Linked DNA regions of Gossypium hirsutum: region 2 is linked to region 1. The links are chromatin contacts, called in public Hi-C maps. All regions are on one chromosome and are shown on one strand. Each heading gives the region's core, a stretch centred on a gene start, on an enhancer-like site or on the middle of the called end of the contact. The rest is flanking DNA. Distances are from core to core; before and after follow the strand shown.

Region 1 (7,344 bases), core at 2,072-4,571:
CTACCTTCAACCACCTTCTGCCACCGCCACTGTGGCCACCATCCACTTGCACCTGCAAAAATAAATATAGAAGTGACAGCAATAATATAAAAAAAAATCTCTTGTAAAATGGCTATATAAAAGCCTAGAAATCAGATTGTAAAGGGGAACTTTTTGGAATACAAAAGAAACTTACAAACAAAAGCAAAAACGGAATCAAGCGATCTACCAAGGTGTTTTTTTTTCTTTTTTTCTTTTTTGAATCTATTCATACGTACATATTTTTTTTCTCTTTAAAAAAATGATATATATATATAGGGATACATATATATTTAAAATAAAAATAAAATAAAAATTTTACCTTTTCATTTCCGGCGAACGACGTCAGGCCGATGATCGGACCTTGGCCGGATGCTGAAAGGGGGAGATAGTTTGAGAGGTTTTCCCTTTGTTTTTTTTCTTTTTTGAGAAGTGTTGAAAAATAAAAAATAAAAAATAAAAGAGTAAATTTTGGTTTAAATACTGGTACTAAAACGGTACCGTTTTGGGCTTTATGCCCCAGAATCAAAACGACGCCGTTTCATCTTCACCCGCATGCACAACTCGACTCGCCTGAAGGATCCACTCTTTTTTTTAAAAAGGGTTATTTACGCTTTAAGGCCTTCCACATTTTTGTCATGTCTTAATCTAATCTTTTTTACTTTTAATTTTTTTCCTTTAATTTCGACTTTGTTTCGATTTAGTCCCCCAAGGGACTGTGCGTTTTGGGACAAGGGATATTTCCCTGATGAGTCCCTCCTCCCTTACACGTGTCTCGTTTTAGTCCAAAATCCAGCTTTTCTTTCTTAATTTATCCCTTAAAGTTCATTTCTTTTATTTTGGTCCCTTTTTATTCTTTTTGCTATTTCATTAACTAGTTTAATATTATTGTTACTATAATTATATTTATGTTTTCATGCTCACTTATTTGCTATTATTATGTTAGTAACTTTGTATTATTATCACTATGATCGTTATTACTAATTTTTTTTATACTATTGTTGTTATTATTATTCCTGATTTTATTATTAATAATGTATTATTGTTATTTTTTATTTTATTATTACTATTATCTTTTTTAAATTGCTGTTACTATTATTTATTTTACTATTTAATATATTATTATCACCCTTTTATTATTATTACTATTGTATTAAATTACTATTATTATTATTATATTTTTTTATTACTATTACTATATTATTTTATTTTTATTTTCTATTATTATTATCATTATTATTAATACTAATATTAATATTCTTATTATTACTCTTATTATTATCATTAGTATTATTATCAATATTATTATTACTATCGTTTTTGTTATCATTGTCATTTTTATTTTGTCATGTTTTATATATATATATATTTATTTATGTACTTATATATTTGCTTATTTCATTTTCTTTATGCATTTGTTTTATTTTATTTTTATTACTAGCCTTGCTTTTATTTCATCTTTTTATAATTGCTCATATTATTGTTATTGATATTGTCGCACCTATTATCATGCTATTATACGTATTAGTACCATAATTTGCTTTTATATTTCACTATAAATCACGTCATATTTTTTCTCGATACATTAAAATAATTTTTTCATAAAAGCAATATTCCATATTTAGAAATTCCAAAAAATCGTGCCCTAACTTACTAGATTTCGATTTTTCTTATTTAATCTAAAATAATGAAATATTCTTTTAAAATCACAACACGAGTTTTGAATAAAATACTTATTCTCGGAGATACGATGTGTTGTGTCCTAACTTATTGGATATGATATCTTGATACCCCGAGATAAGATTTTTGCAAACAAAGGTAATATTCGATATTTAGAAATTCAAGATATCGTGCCCTAACTTACTGGGTTTCGATTTTTCTCGTTTACTCTAAATAATCGGATACCCTTTTAATAGGTTAAAATACACAAATTTTAAATAAAAGGCAAGCTCGTTCTCGAAAATTCAAGATGTTGTGTCCCAACTTACTGGATGTGACATTTTATTATTTCGAGACGAGAAGATCTTTAACATTCAAGTGTTTCTACAAAAAGAGGGATCGTATTTTAAAGTCTTTCAAGTTTTCAAAGTTTCGACACTAAGACACTAATTAATCAACTAGGTACCAATTTTTGGGCATCACGAGGGTGCTAATCCTTCCTCGTACGTAACCAACTCCCGAACTCATTTTTTGATTCTCGTAGACCAAAAATTATCGTTTTAGTAAATCTTAACTTTTATTAAAATGATTAATTTAAGGTGACCCGATCACACCTCATAAAAAAGGATTGGTGGCGACTCCCATTGTTTGTTTTCATTTTCAAAATCAAAGTCGACCCCGTTTTCTAAAAAAATAGTTTCGACAATATTAATTATATCCTTTTTTTAAATATTTTTATAATTTAATAATTAAATTGGTGAACAATTAAAAATAACACTAACTCAATAAAATATTTAAATATAAGTATAAGTTTAAATAATATAAAATTCACCTGCATATATCAAAATTGGGTTCCACTATATTGAAATTAAAGTTTAAACATAAACAAGCATACCGATATGTTTCTTTATTAAAATAAATGGCGTTAATTTAAGATAATAAGTAATGTAATTTATGAGCACCATAACTTGTATTTAGAGGAGTTTATTGGTAGGTTATCTCCAGTTTAAGCGTAATATTAATATATTTTATATTTGTTTAAGTTCAGTTTGACCAAAAATTTGAATTTAAAATTTTGCTCAAACCCGTCCATATTTGTAAAAGACTAACCCAAACTTATTTTAGACTCGTCCATATTATTTTTTTAATTTAAAAAAACTTATATTATATTATTTTAATATTTAATAATTTTATACATTTTTTTATTTATTGAATTTTTTATATAGTCACCTTAACATTATTTTAATATTTACATTAGAGTATAGGTTTATTTTTTTTATTGAGTTCTAAATTTCATAATATATAAAAATAACATAATATAAATATTATAAACTTAAAACGGATCGAGCCGAGTCAGGTTAGGCTTTTGAATGTTTAAAGCCCAAGTCTGACCCATATTTTAAACGGAATTAATTTTTTTATTTAAGCTCATTTTTTAGACTTATTATTTTTGTCTAAATCCTCCTAAATTTTAAACAGAACTTTGGGCTTAAATGAATAACCGACCCATGAACAGATGTATCGTATTATAACATAATATAGAGCGCTCATTTGGTTAAGACATACATATATGTTAATAACAAATTAAAAAGAAATTTGAAGAAGAAATTATATCAAAGTATAGAGCTAAGAGGTTAAAGGAGCAAACCGAGTATAATTAAAACATAGGATCCAATCCAAGCCAATGTCCTCCTATTCCTACCATTGCCCCATATCCCTTATCCTTTCTCCACAAAGCAGCTTTTAAGACTCGCATCGTCACATCTCTCTCTCATTCTGCAATACAAAATGTTATCCATGGCTACTTCATCTACACTCCATACTACTTTCACTTGTCATTCCTTTCGTTATCAGAAATCCTTTAACACCCCCTTTTGCCTTAACAAAAATCCCATTTTGAAGAAAACAATCAAAACTCCAACACTAACTGCTTCGGCTGCCACGGAAGCTGTCACTGAGACTGAAACACCATCCGACTTCATCATTCCTCAGAAACCTGAGGTGGTGGTCAAGCAAGTTGGAAAGCCAAGACTGGTTTTGAAATTCATATGGATGGAAAAGAACATCGGGCTTGCCCTTGATCAAGTCATACCGGGCCACGGCACTGTTCCTCTAAGTCCATATTTCTTCTGGCCAAGGAAAGATGCCTGGGAAGAGCTCAAGGCCACTCTAGAAAGTAAGCCTTGGATTTCTCAGAAGAAGATGATTATCCTTCTCAATCAGGCCACTGATATCATCAATCTATGGCAGCAAAGTGGTGGCAACCTTGCCCAGAGCTAGATGTGCATTTCTTTATATAATTTTTTTTTGTCTTAGCTATGCAAAATGGCCTCGGTTAATCAACTGAATTTGAGAATGTTTGGTTTGAAACCTCTTAGCTCTGAACTAAGATATGAATTGTTGGTTTTAATACGATAACAAACACTGCTGAATTGTTGGTATTTCCCTAGTGATCCACATATTTGTAGATTTTTCATCCTTGTTAGATATGAATCTTTACCAAGTTAGTTTTTTTTCATGATCATTACATGTCATTGATGTAGATGGTATACGAATTTGATGCTAGTTTTTATAGAATTACCTTAGCTTTGTATAATTTTACCAGCCAAAGCATTGTCGAGGAAAATCTATTTAGTTTGGGTAGCCTGTGGAGGTAGATGCAAACATGCATTTGCCTAGGTGTCTTTAACTTGTACTGATTGAAGATAAATGAAATAATGTTTCTGCTAAAAGGACAATATTTCATCTTCTTGTTCAATATTGCAACTTAATTTCATCTTCTTCCCCTTTTGGGGATTTATATTTAATGCACTCACATAACCATGAGTCCCTTATTTTGGTTCCACGATTTCTCTTGTGTGTAGTCATTAAGCCTATGCAAGTTGTGTTGCATTCTGGTTTTTTCCTTGCAGGATGATACGTACTTGCATGCTAAGGCAAGGTAGTATAATTATGTTTGGGAACTTCGACTTGTTTTCCAACATATTTTTCTTCGAAAATAATTCCAAAAATGTTAACATCGAGTTTACGTCTCAAGAAAATAAACAAACAAGGGGAAACAAACAAACAAACTTATAGACCCGACTGATACCATAATGCAACTCGCCAAACTTCAAAATGAAATCAGTATACTGATGCCCCGCAGCAGCCACGAACTTGTCTAGTCCTTACAGAAAACGGCGCCTTATTCATGGTAAAGGGTCGTTTACCTTTCGTCCCAGAACTTTGAGCCACATGTTCTGTGGGGATTTCGGGTACAGCCTCCACCTTCAAGCCAGCACGAAGGCTTGAGGGGATTTGCTTATCAGATGAGTTCTGAAACATCAGTGCAGTTTTCTCTGTGTACTCGTAATTCTCATCTTCATCTTGGACCTTGACTTTAAACATGCTTGTGTTCATATGAAAACTGGAATCATGGGAATCGTAATTCTCATCGTCGCTCTCATGAATGGCTACTTCCTTTTCCAATAGCTTGATAGGGTCCACTTCATCCAACGACATTGTCCTAATGTCCAGGTTTCCTTGTGATGAATCTTTACTTGAAGAAGGGCTCGAAATCTTGATTTCTGGTGTCTGTTTCAAGTCCTCTGCTTGATTGCCTTGTTGAGTTTCTTTATCTTCAGAATTTGGTTCCTCTCTCTCAAGCACTCTTTTTCTTTGACTATTGGGACTGTTTTGATCATCATCATGATCATCATCATCAGGATCATGGAAATCAGAACGAGAGAGTTCCACGGCTGCTCTTGCTGCTGTGGCCGCATTTGCAGCAGACTCAAAGGCTGCTTGAGCGGCATCAGCTACATCCTTATATTTTTTCCTTGCTTTTGTTGAATCAGAGAACTCGTTGTCATCTCCTAGGACTGCATGGTTACTTGCCTTACCTATTGTGCCTAACTTGGGCTGGCTATGATTCTTGCTTCCGTCCAAATTTTCCTGCATTGATAACATTACTAGCAATTTATGAGTTAATCTCTCTGTATGTTTCTGTCATAAATTGCGTACCTGGGTAGCGGAAACAGAGGTTTCACGGAGTTGTAGGGCAATGCTATGCTCAGCAGCAATCTCATTGAGCACATTCCATCTGCTCTGCAAGTCTGGTTGTTTGGTTGAGAGTTTCTGTATAATCTGTGGAGCCGAAGATTAACCTTATAGCAAATTTCATTACTATTCCTATTTGTATTTAACGTAGACAAGTTTGAAATCAAGATTACCTTAGTGTTGACTCCACAATTGTTGCGCAACTCAATGGCACGAGCAACGAATTCTTTGCCATAGCGAGACGTGAAGATTGCACGAATCTCTTGAAGCTCGGGAAAATCTCCACACCTTGAAGATGCAAAGAGCAAGCCACATATTGCCTCCTTCAGCTCATCAGGGCATTCTCTGCAGATCAAATATAACTCAGGGTTATCAATAAAACTGAAAAAGAAAAAGAAAAAGAAAAAGAAATGATGGAAGAAATTACAAACCTGTCTTCCTCAATGAGATGGAGTCTTTCAATGAGGAGATTACAATACCCTTCCAGGATAACAAACACGTCCAACATGTTTTGCTCCTTCACCACCTGCTCCGCCTATCCAAACAAAACCAAAAGTTTAGCTCCAAATAAATAAATATTCACACAATATATAGGATACAGTAAATAAATAAAGCATAGTTACTCTAAGAAGAGCACGATCATGGTGGCCGAGCTGAAGGAGCTCCACAACATCAGAGCGAGCTTGGTTGCTGCGAATCTGACGCCGATTCTTGAAAACGGAAAGACGAGAAAGGGCAACACTAATAAGTGATTTCAACTTGTAGGGCTTGAACCCTCTTCCAAGCAACGCGTCTAGCTTCTTCCCCATAACCTTGCAGCTACCGCTCCTTGGACTTAGATGAACAATAACAAACAAAAGAGGAAAGTGCAAGGCCTGGCTTGGCTTGATTGTGCCTTTTATGTGCTGTGGTGACGAGGGATGTACAGCGTGGGGAATGATTGATTACATCTTTGCTGGGCCTGCCATTTCCTTTCTTAAGACCTAAGTCTTTTGTATTTTATTTCCTAATTATTAATAATCAATAATAGGGAAACCAAATCAAGAAAAGCGAAGACTTTAAACGCGGTTACTTCAGCCTACAATTTCCAGGAAGAGGACTGAACGCAAAGCCACATTTTGTTATAAGAGAACTGACGCGTTTTCATGCACCTCAAAAATAATCGCCAAAGAGCAAAATTTATTGCTTTATATTAAGATAAGTGGAAGTGTAATATAAAGTTTTTTAATACAGCTCTTTCAAGTAGAGTTTGGTGGTTATGAATTTCTCTTTATAAACAATAAATTAAAATAACTCACCTATTTCAACTATGCCCCGGTTAAATATGTATTTTTACTGATTTTAACCATTAGTATTTAATGGTAATGATGATGGGGTTCGACATATAAGTGGGTGATTTGGCAATGCTATATCAAATAAAATAAAATAAAATAAAATAAAATAATTAAAAATATTTTAAAAATAAGTATGTAATGAATTTGGACAAAAGATTGTTTAATTCTATTTGAATCTAGGTATCTATTTGTTCTAGAATTATAAAATATTATATAAAAAAGGAGTTAGTATTTAATACATTAGCAGTATTTTTTTATTTCATAACCAATCTTAAAATATTGCCAGGTGTCTTTT
Region 2 (7,344 bases), core at 1,467-3,966, 530 kb before region 1:
ATATAAGTGGATGATAACAAAGATAAATGACAGAACGTTATTGACAGTATTAGTGTTATTACTTTCACTGTTGAGTGATGATTATTATGACCTGTGGCAAATTTGCCTCTATTGCATGGCATATTCATATTGTTCACTGTTTATCTCTTGATCCTCTCTGCTAACAGAGTTTTCATAATTTTAGAGGGAAGAAATCAGATTCATGGTGGAAAGAGATGGTTCTGCGAAGGGAATTGTTTTCAGCCAATTCACATCTTTCTTGGATCTCATAAAATACTCCCTTCATAAGGTCTCTAAAATGAGAAACGAAACAAATTCTGTCATGGTTTCTTTGTGCAGATAAGAAAAGATGCTATCATAATAGATTGGCCTCTTTTGCAGTCCAGCATAAAATGTGTTCAACTAGTAGGGAGCATGTCCTTGGCTGCGAGAGATGCTGCAATTAAGAGTTTTACTGAGGATCCAGATTGCAAGATATTTCTCATGAGTTTGAAAGCTGGAGGTGTTGCCCTTAATCTCACAGTTGCATCACATGTAAGCAATATCTTATTGAATTCTTGTTTGGTTTAATCTCTGATATCTTTTGGGATCCATTTGCAAAAAAAAGGATTTATGGCATTACTCTCTCTTATTGGGATTACATTTTGTTTTAAATTTTGCAATTAAACGTTTCCTTATCTAAAATGAATGCTGTAGTGTTTAGGTTAAATTGGCTATTCCTTTGTGTACATTTCTTTTTCCTAAAGGCTTAAAATGGTAGACTTTGGACCTGATTAGGTTTTCTTGATGGACCCTTGGTGGAACCCAGCTGTGGAGCGCCAAGCACAAGATAGGATACACCGAATAGGGCAATGTAAACCAATAAGGTTGGGTTGTGATTGGAAGTTAATTTATAACAAAAATGTTAAGACTGGTTTGAGTTAATGAGACTAATTGCATCTTTTTTGGTGTGATGTTAGGATTGTGAGGTTTGTTATTGAGAACACAATAGAGGAGAGGATATTAAAGCTGCAAGAAAAGAAGGAATTAGTGTTTGAAGGGTAAGAGTTTAATTAGTTTTTGGTTAAATTTGAAGGAGTAATTTGAATGTTTAATGTGTTGTGGTGTTGTGTAGGACGGTGGGTGGCTCCACAGAGGCTCTAGGAAAATTGACGGAGGCAGACATGAGATTTCTATTTGTGTGAGCTGAGCTGGGTTGGGTTGGGTTGTTGAAGCCAAGTTCTAGTGAAATGTAAAATACTTCTCTCTTTTCTGTTTTTGCCTTGGGACATGTTATGTTTGGAACTTATATAGTTAATGCCATTATCTCTCTCAAAACTCATTGAATTTATCGACTGGCTTTTTGAATTTTTGTTCAAATAGTTTAGTCTTTTTTTGTAGATGATGTGGCATTTCATACCAACTTTTGAATTTTTTTAAGTATATAAAATTTTAATAAATCTAAAAAAATCAAATATATATAAATTAAAAGTTTCTAAAAAGCTATAAAAAATATTAACAATTTTAAAAAAAAGTTGTAGAAGTTTATAAAAAAAACTATACAAATTTTAATAAAATTTAAAAAATTACCAGGATAAGAAAGTAGAATTTGGATTTCAAAATTTTAGTTGGGAATTAAAATATTAAAATTTGAAGATTTTTAATTAATCTAAATTAAATGTTTGGATAATTCAACTTTAGATTTAGATTTTAATTAATTCTAAGTGTTAAAAATATATATAAATTTCTGAAATAAACCTGCTGGTGATTATTAAGTAAAAAAATAGAAGAGCTGTTACATCCACTAACCGTTGCAACGACTGGCTATCAGGAACGGTGCCATAATGGTTGTTCTGGGAAGAAGAAAAAAACAACAAAAAACCAAAACTAGACAACTTGAAAACAAACAAAACCACAGCCTAAAACTTTGAAAGATGAAACGACCTTTTACGAAATTTCGGTCCAATTTAAAGGTCATAATAGAGATGTGTTTAGTTTCTCTCAAGATTTAATAATGAGATCCAAATTTAAGTAATTAAAGTTAAACTTTAACTTATTCTTTTAAGATTTTATTATTAAAAAAATTTGAGAAAAAGAGTTGAAGCTTTAAGATGGTGAATTTTGGAATAATGATTAATTAGAAGAGATTAATTTTGTTCATGGGTCTAAATTCTCAATCTATGATAATAAGCTTATATGGAGAATGTTAACAAATTTAGACATTTCACTTCAAGGACCCTAATCAATCCCACAAGCTTAGGTGTTTTATATTGGATTTGAGTTTTAGGCTTATTATTTTATTATTATTTTTATTTTGAATATTTTATAATTATTAAGTATTTAAAGTTATTTAGGAGTTTTATATTAAGAATAAAGTTTTGTTTAAAATTATTTGTTGTTTAAATTAATTAGAGTTTTATTTAGATATACTTAACTAGCCTATATAAAGACTTCTTCATTATTCATTAAAGACACAATTGTGTTCATTAATCAAAGTTTTCAACTTTGGGAGAGTTTATTTTTTTGAGTAAGATTTCTTTCGTAATTTTTAGAAATAGTTTTTTCTCGATTTTCTTCAAGCAGTCGTGAGAATTTATTTTTCATCTTTAACAGAATTATTTCTTGAAGGATTAATTAGAGCTATTAAATGAATTTGTTAAATTTATATCTCAATGAGTTCAATTGAACTTCTATCTTTCTATCCTTCATTGCTATCGTTCCATCTTTCACTTTTAAACTTCATCTATTTATTTTTTTTATATATTATTATTATTTGTTGTTTGTTCTTAAATTTCTTCTTTTACTGTTTTTCACTTCTTTATTACTAAATTTATTTATTTCTTCTTTTCAAATCAGATACAAATCTTTCCTTATTGAGTTAAACAACATGAATTCAATCTGCTTTTGCCTTCATTCTGTGTCAACCAGCTAATCAAGCATCTGATCTCTCCATTCCCAGTGACTATGGCATCTTGACGATTTCTCCCATCTCGCTCCTTCAAATTTGACCACATCGGAGTCCCAAAGATAATCATTCCTTCGACGTAAAAAAACCTAATTCAATCCCTACCTTGCATGACCCTTCGATCCTTTTCTACCTCTACTTCCACCGTTCTTGGAGCTTCCTCTATCCAAAATCGAGGATCCCCGAATCTCTTTCCCTCCTCTGCTAGCAAATGAGCTGCACGATTCCTTTGATGAGGTATGAATCTAAACTCCATTGACTCAAAATTATCAGGCCTAAATTTAATCTCTTTTACCAAAACACTAATGGTCGATTTGTCTTCCTCAAGAGCCCTTAGTTTCTTTATAACAGCCAAGGCATTCCCCTTGACCACTACCTCTTGAAACCCTAACTCCTCCATAAAAATTACAGCTCTGAGACACGCCCTTGCCTTTGCCGCTGTCGAATTGCCATATTTTCATACGGGTAAGTACACGCCACAATCACTAATCCCTCATTGTTTCTAACTAATATGCCAGTTGTTGCCTTCTTTATTTATTGATGGAATGTGGTGTCAAAAATTACTTTCATTGTATCCCCAACTGGCAGTTCCCATGTGATATTATGTGATTGTTGAAATTGTGGTAATGCAAATTCCAAACTCTCCAACTCGTGCATGTTTGTCTTTACAAACACTACTACCCCTTTCACATTTCGGTTAACTACTTCATGGTAGATACTGTTTCGATTATGGTAAACCATAGTGCCCAGAAAGTGACCAACCATACTATGCATGTCTCCAACGTACTGTTTATGAATTCTTTAGCTAACCAGTGTTTCCAATTATTTTCATTGTTGGAGGAAAATGGCACCTTCAATTCTTGCAGAACTTGGACTGTGACTGGACACTCTCGAAACAAATGCTCAACTGAATCCTTAGCTCCACGACAGACAGGGTAGCAACTCACCACTGCCACTCTCCGAATCACAATATTACCAAGAGTAGGCAAAAGATTATTAGTAATTTTCCAGCATGTAATATTAATTTTACTAGCAACATTAAGGCTCCGTTTGTTTTCCTGTAAAAACTTTTTCGTAAAAGCTTTTTAGCCTTATCCTGTGTTTGTTTGGCTAAAAATGATTTTCCACTGTAAAACATTTTACAAAACATAAGAAAATGAGGTCTTTTTTGGGGAAAATCCCAGCATCAGAACTTTCTAAACGCTCTCTCCTTCTCCTTCCCCTTCCCTTCATTACGTCCCTGACCCAGGATTCATTTCTGTATAAAAAACAACCAGCAGTAATTTCGTTGACAAAAAGAAAAAAGCCCTAGCCATTTTTAGTCTTTTTAGAAATGAAACTCTCAACAATTTGGTGATTTTTTCTCTTCAATTTTTTCGTCTATTTCCCTTCAGCGACTTGCCAGTTCAAGCGAAACCAGTCGATTCAAGTTCCAAACTCAATTGTCAAAATAGACGGTGAGACAATTAACTATGGGAAATAATGAGAAATTGAGAACGGTTCTGGAATTATATGATTTGTTTGCTTGCTTCTTAGCAAAATGTAATAACATTTTTGTTTTCATATATTTGTTTTTCCCTCTGGTTGTTCCCCAATAATAATTGAAAAGAAACCTTTTTGAATCGATGTGAGATTAAAGTAGGTAGTTTTAATTAATTCCTACGCTTCAATAGATCTATTAAGTTGGCAATTTGGTTTGTTTGTATATTTTTTAAAATGAATTTTATTTTTTGTGGAATTGATTAGATGGGATCTTGATTAGGTTCAATTTGTGATGGAGTTAATGATTTTGTGTTTGAATTGGGCCTTTTGATCTGTTTGATTTTATGTATATTTGATTTTGAACTACTTTTTATTAGATTGTATGTTCTATACTACAATGCTGGAATGGATGTTAGCAAAGATGGGTGATTTGTGATCACCCTTAATTTTGTAAAATGGATGAAATGGTTAATTCTTTGTTTGGTAGGATTATTTATTTTTATCCTCTCCTTTGCGTTTCTTGATTCATGATGAATAGTGTTGTATGTGTTGTCTGATTGTATTTTGTTGATCTCTCATGTATGAGAAATAGACATGGAGGAGTTAATTCTTTATGTGCTCCTCGATGCACAAAAAATAAGGAAGGGGAAACACTTATGGAATGCTTTTAAATTTGTTAGGACAAAAGAAAATTCAAGTAGGTTAAAAGGTTAAGATCATGGTTTGATTATAAGAACTGATTTCGTTTTGAGTTTGAGGTCTCCGGCTTTATCAGATTCCAATTCCAATATTTGGTCTTCAGTCAGCAGAATCAAGAAATGGTTAAAAGGTTAGTCCTATTGTTTGCTTTTAGAATGATCAAGTTTATGGAAAGAATGACGTGAATGAGATTTTTGGTCTCTTTTGCTATTGCCTAGGTATGGAGTGTATTGATGTGAAGAGAATATCATGTTGCAGTGCGTAGAAGGATTGAAGCATTTATTTGCTTCAGTGCTGCAATGATGTGATAATGATTTGTGCAAGCAATCAAGAGGTCTTGTTGATCCTGAACTTCTTGCAAGAGAGGCCATTTGTATGTTATCATTTTTTCTTTTCTTTTTAAATATTATCCTATATTGCTTATTTGATAAATTCAATGATTTTGCTTGATTTAACTTTTGTTCAGTCTTTGCCTGTGTTATTTTAGTTCTCGAGTCATTCTACTGAAATTTGCTTTTTGTTCATCTTTATGCAGTTAGTGTAAGTGAAATAGAAGCACTTTATGAGCATTTCAAGAAGATAAGCAATGCTGTTATAGATGATGAGCTGATCAACAAGGTCTTTGTTTTTTCATAGTTCCCGTTTTGTTATATAATTGATATCTTTTGTTATGTTTGCCAAGTTTTTTGGCTTGGTGATCACTCCTCATCTTGAGTTGGTTCTTTCCCTCTCATATTTGTAGTATTTAACTTTTATTTGTATTACTATTTGACAGGAGGAGTTCCAATTGGCGTTATTCAAAACAAACAAAAAGGAGAGTTTATTTGCTGATCGGGTATTTTTATCTAATGTTAGTTAATCCTCTCATATTTGTAGTATTTAAGTTTTATTTGTATTACTATTTGACAGGAGGAGTTCCAATTGGCGTTATTCAAAACAAACAAAAAGGAGAGTTTATTTGCTGATCGGGTATTTTTATCTAATGTTAGTTAATAATGTCTCCATCTTTGAAAGAATCATTCTTGTTAGCATAATATTGCTTGAGTTGCTGTCAATATATTTCTGATTTCACTGCAGATATTTGACTTGTTTGATACAAAACATAATGAAATTCTAGGTTTAGAAGAGTTTGCTCGTGCTCTCTGTCTTCCATCCAAATGCATTGATTGTATGTGTTAAATATTTTAGTTATTTGTATACTTCGTCACTCTATTTACCTCTCTTGTTGTAAGTCATAATCACGTTAAGATAGTAGTTGGATGTAAATGATTGGTATGGAAATGGAATTATGGAATTTTGTGCAAAGATGATGTGTCTAAACTATGTATTCTTGTGTAAACATATTCTTATTTAATCTATTTTCTTAGACTAGGGAATTTCTTTTTGTAATTGATTTTTTTTCTCTTTGAATCCTTTTCTTTGGCATTGGTTCCTAATGTCTAATGTTTAATTTGATATATTTATTTATAAATAAATCATTATGTAAAATATAAATTTAATAGATATAAAATAAACTCAATTAAACAATGAAAAGACAATAAATTCTTAAATGTATGTTTGTTTCATTTAAAACAGTTTTTTATAAAATATTTTTGGTCAAACAACAGAAAATATTTTACACAGATTCATCCAAACACCAGAAAATATTAATTTTTTCATAAAAGTAAGTCATTTTTCAGAAATCATTTTTTAGAAACCATTTTCAATCAAACAAACGGAAATCAACAATTAATTCCACAATTTAGTCATTTTTTACTTCTAATTTAAAAATTTATCAATTTAATCCCTAATACTTAAATTATTCAATAATGATAGCATCTAAAATCTTAAAAAATACTAGAAATTATAACATGGGTCAGGTAGTTCTAAGTACCAAGATTCTAAAAATGTAAAAATTACAAGAAAATGAATTAAATTGAGAAACTAATTAAAATTTGAACCCCTAAAATTTCTTATACCCGTGTGTGCTCCTCTCCAATTCGTTTTGCATGTGAAATAAAATAAAGGAATGGGTTTTGTTTTGTTTTAATGACTATCTATCTATCTATCTATCTACCTATTATTATTATTATTATTATTATTATTAAGTTAACATAATATATATTATATATACATATCACAAATGTTTTATTACGAACGTCCATCACTCAACCTGGTATAATTGTTACCTTTGTTCCTTTTATTTATTTCAATCTATAAATCAACTTTCAACACTTACG

Evidence for each region. Hi-C and Micro-C count contacts between places; a contact is called where the count stands out from the background.
Region 2: a contact with region 1 is called in a Hi-C map of leaf, with 4 times the contacts expected there. The contact joins the promoter of LOC107887152 here to the promoter of LOC121203073 in region 1. A contact is called at or near these places in 4 of 34 Hi-C or Micro-C datasets (all in leaf).

Annotation. Positions count from the first base shown.
Region 1 is chrA03:56,116,471-56,123,814 of Gossypium_hirsutum_v2.1, reverse strand. It overlaps LOC121203073 (30S ribosomal protein 3, chloroplastic), which reads left to right and starts at 3,321. Exons shown (of 1, transcript XM_041099147.1): 1 at 3,321-4,118. The coding sequence starts at 3,466. The coding sequence ends at 3,957. LOC107887168 reads right to left here and starts at 6,874. Exons shown (of 5, transcript XM_016811331.2): 1 at 6,339-6,874; 2 at 6,147-6,250; 3 at 5,889-6,060; 4 at 5,680-5,802; 5 at 4,648-5,610. The coding sequence starts at 6,524. The coding sequence ends at 4,801.
Region 2 is chrA03:56,650,810-56,658,153 of Gossypium_hirsutum_v2.1, reverse strand. LOC107887152 (calcineurin B-like protein 2) reads left to right here and starts at 2,716. Exons shown (of 9, transcript XM_041103838.1): 1 at 2,716-3,181; 2 at 3,356-3,409; 3 at 3,785-3,925; 4 at 4,339-5,255; 5 at 5,344-5,502; 6 at 5,661-5,743; 7 at 5,901-5,960; 8 at 6,035-6,094; 9 at 6,203-6,514. The coding sequence starts at 5,436. The coding sequence ends at 6,304. It overlaps LOC107887153 (DNA repair protein RAD16), which reads left to right. Exons shown (of 17, transcript XM_016811307.2): 13 at 185-289; 14 at 382-534; 15 at 778-866; 16 at 960-1,040; 17 at 1,115-1,330. The coding sequence ends at 1,184.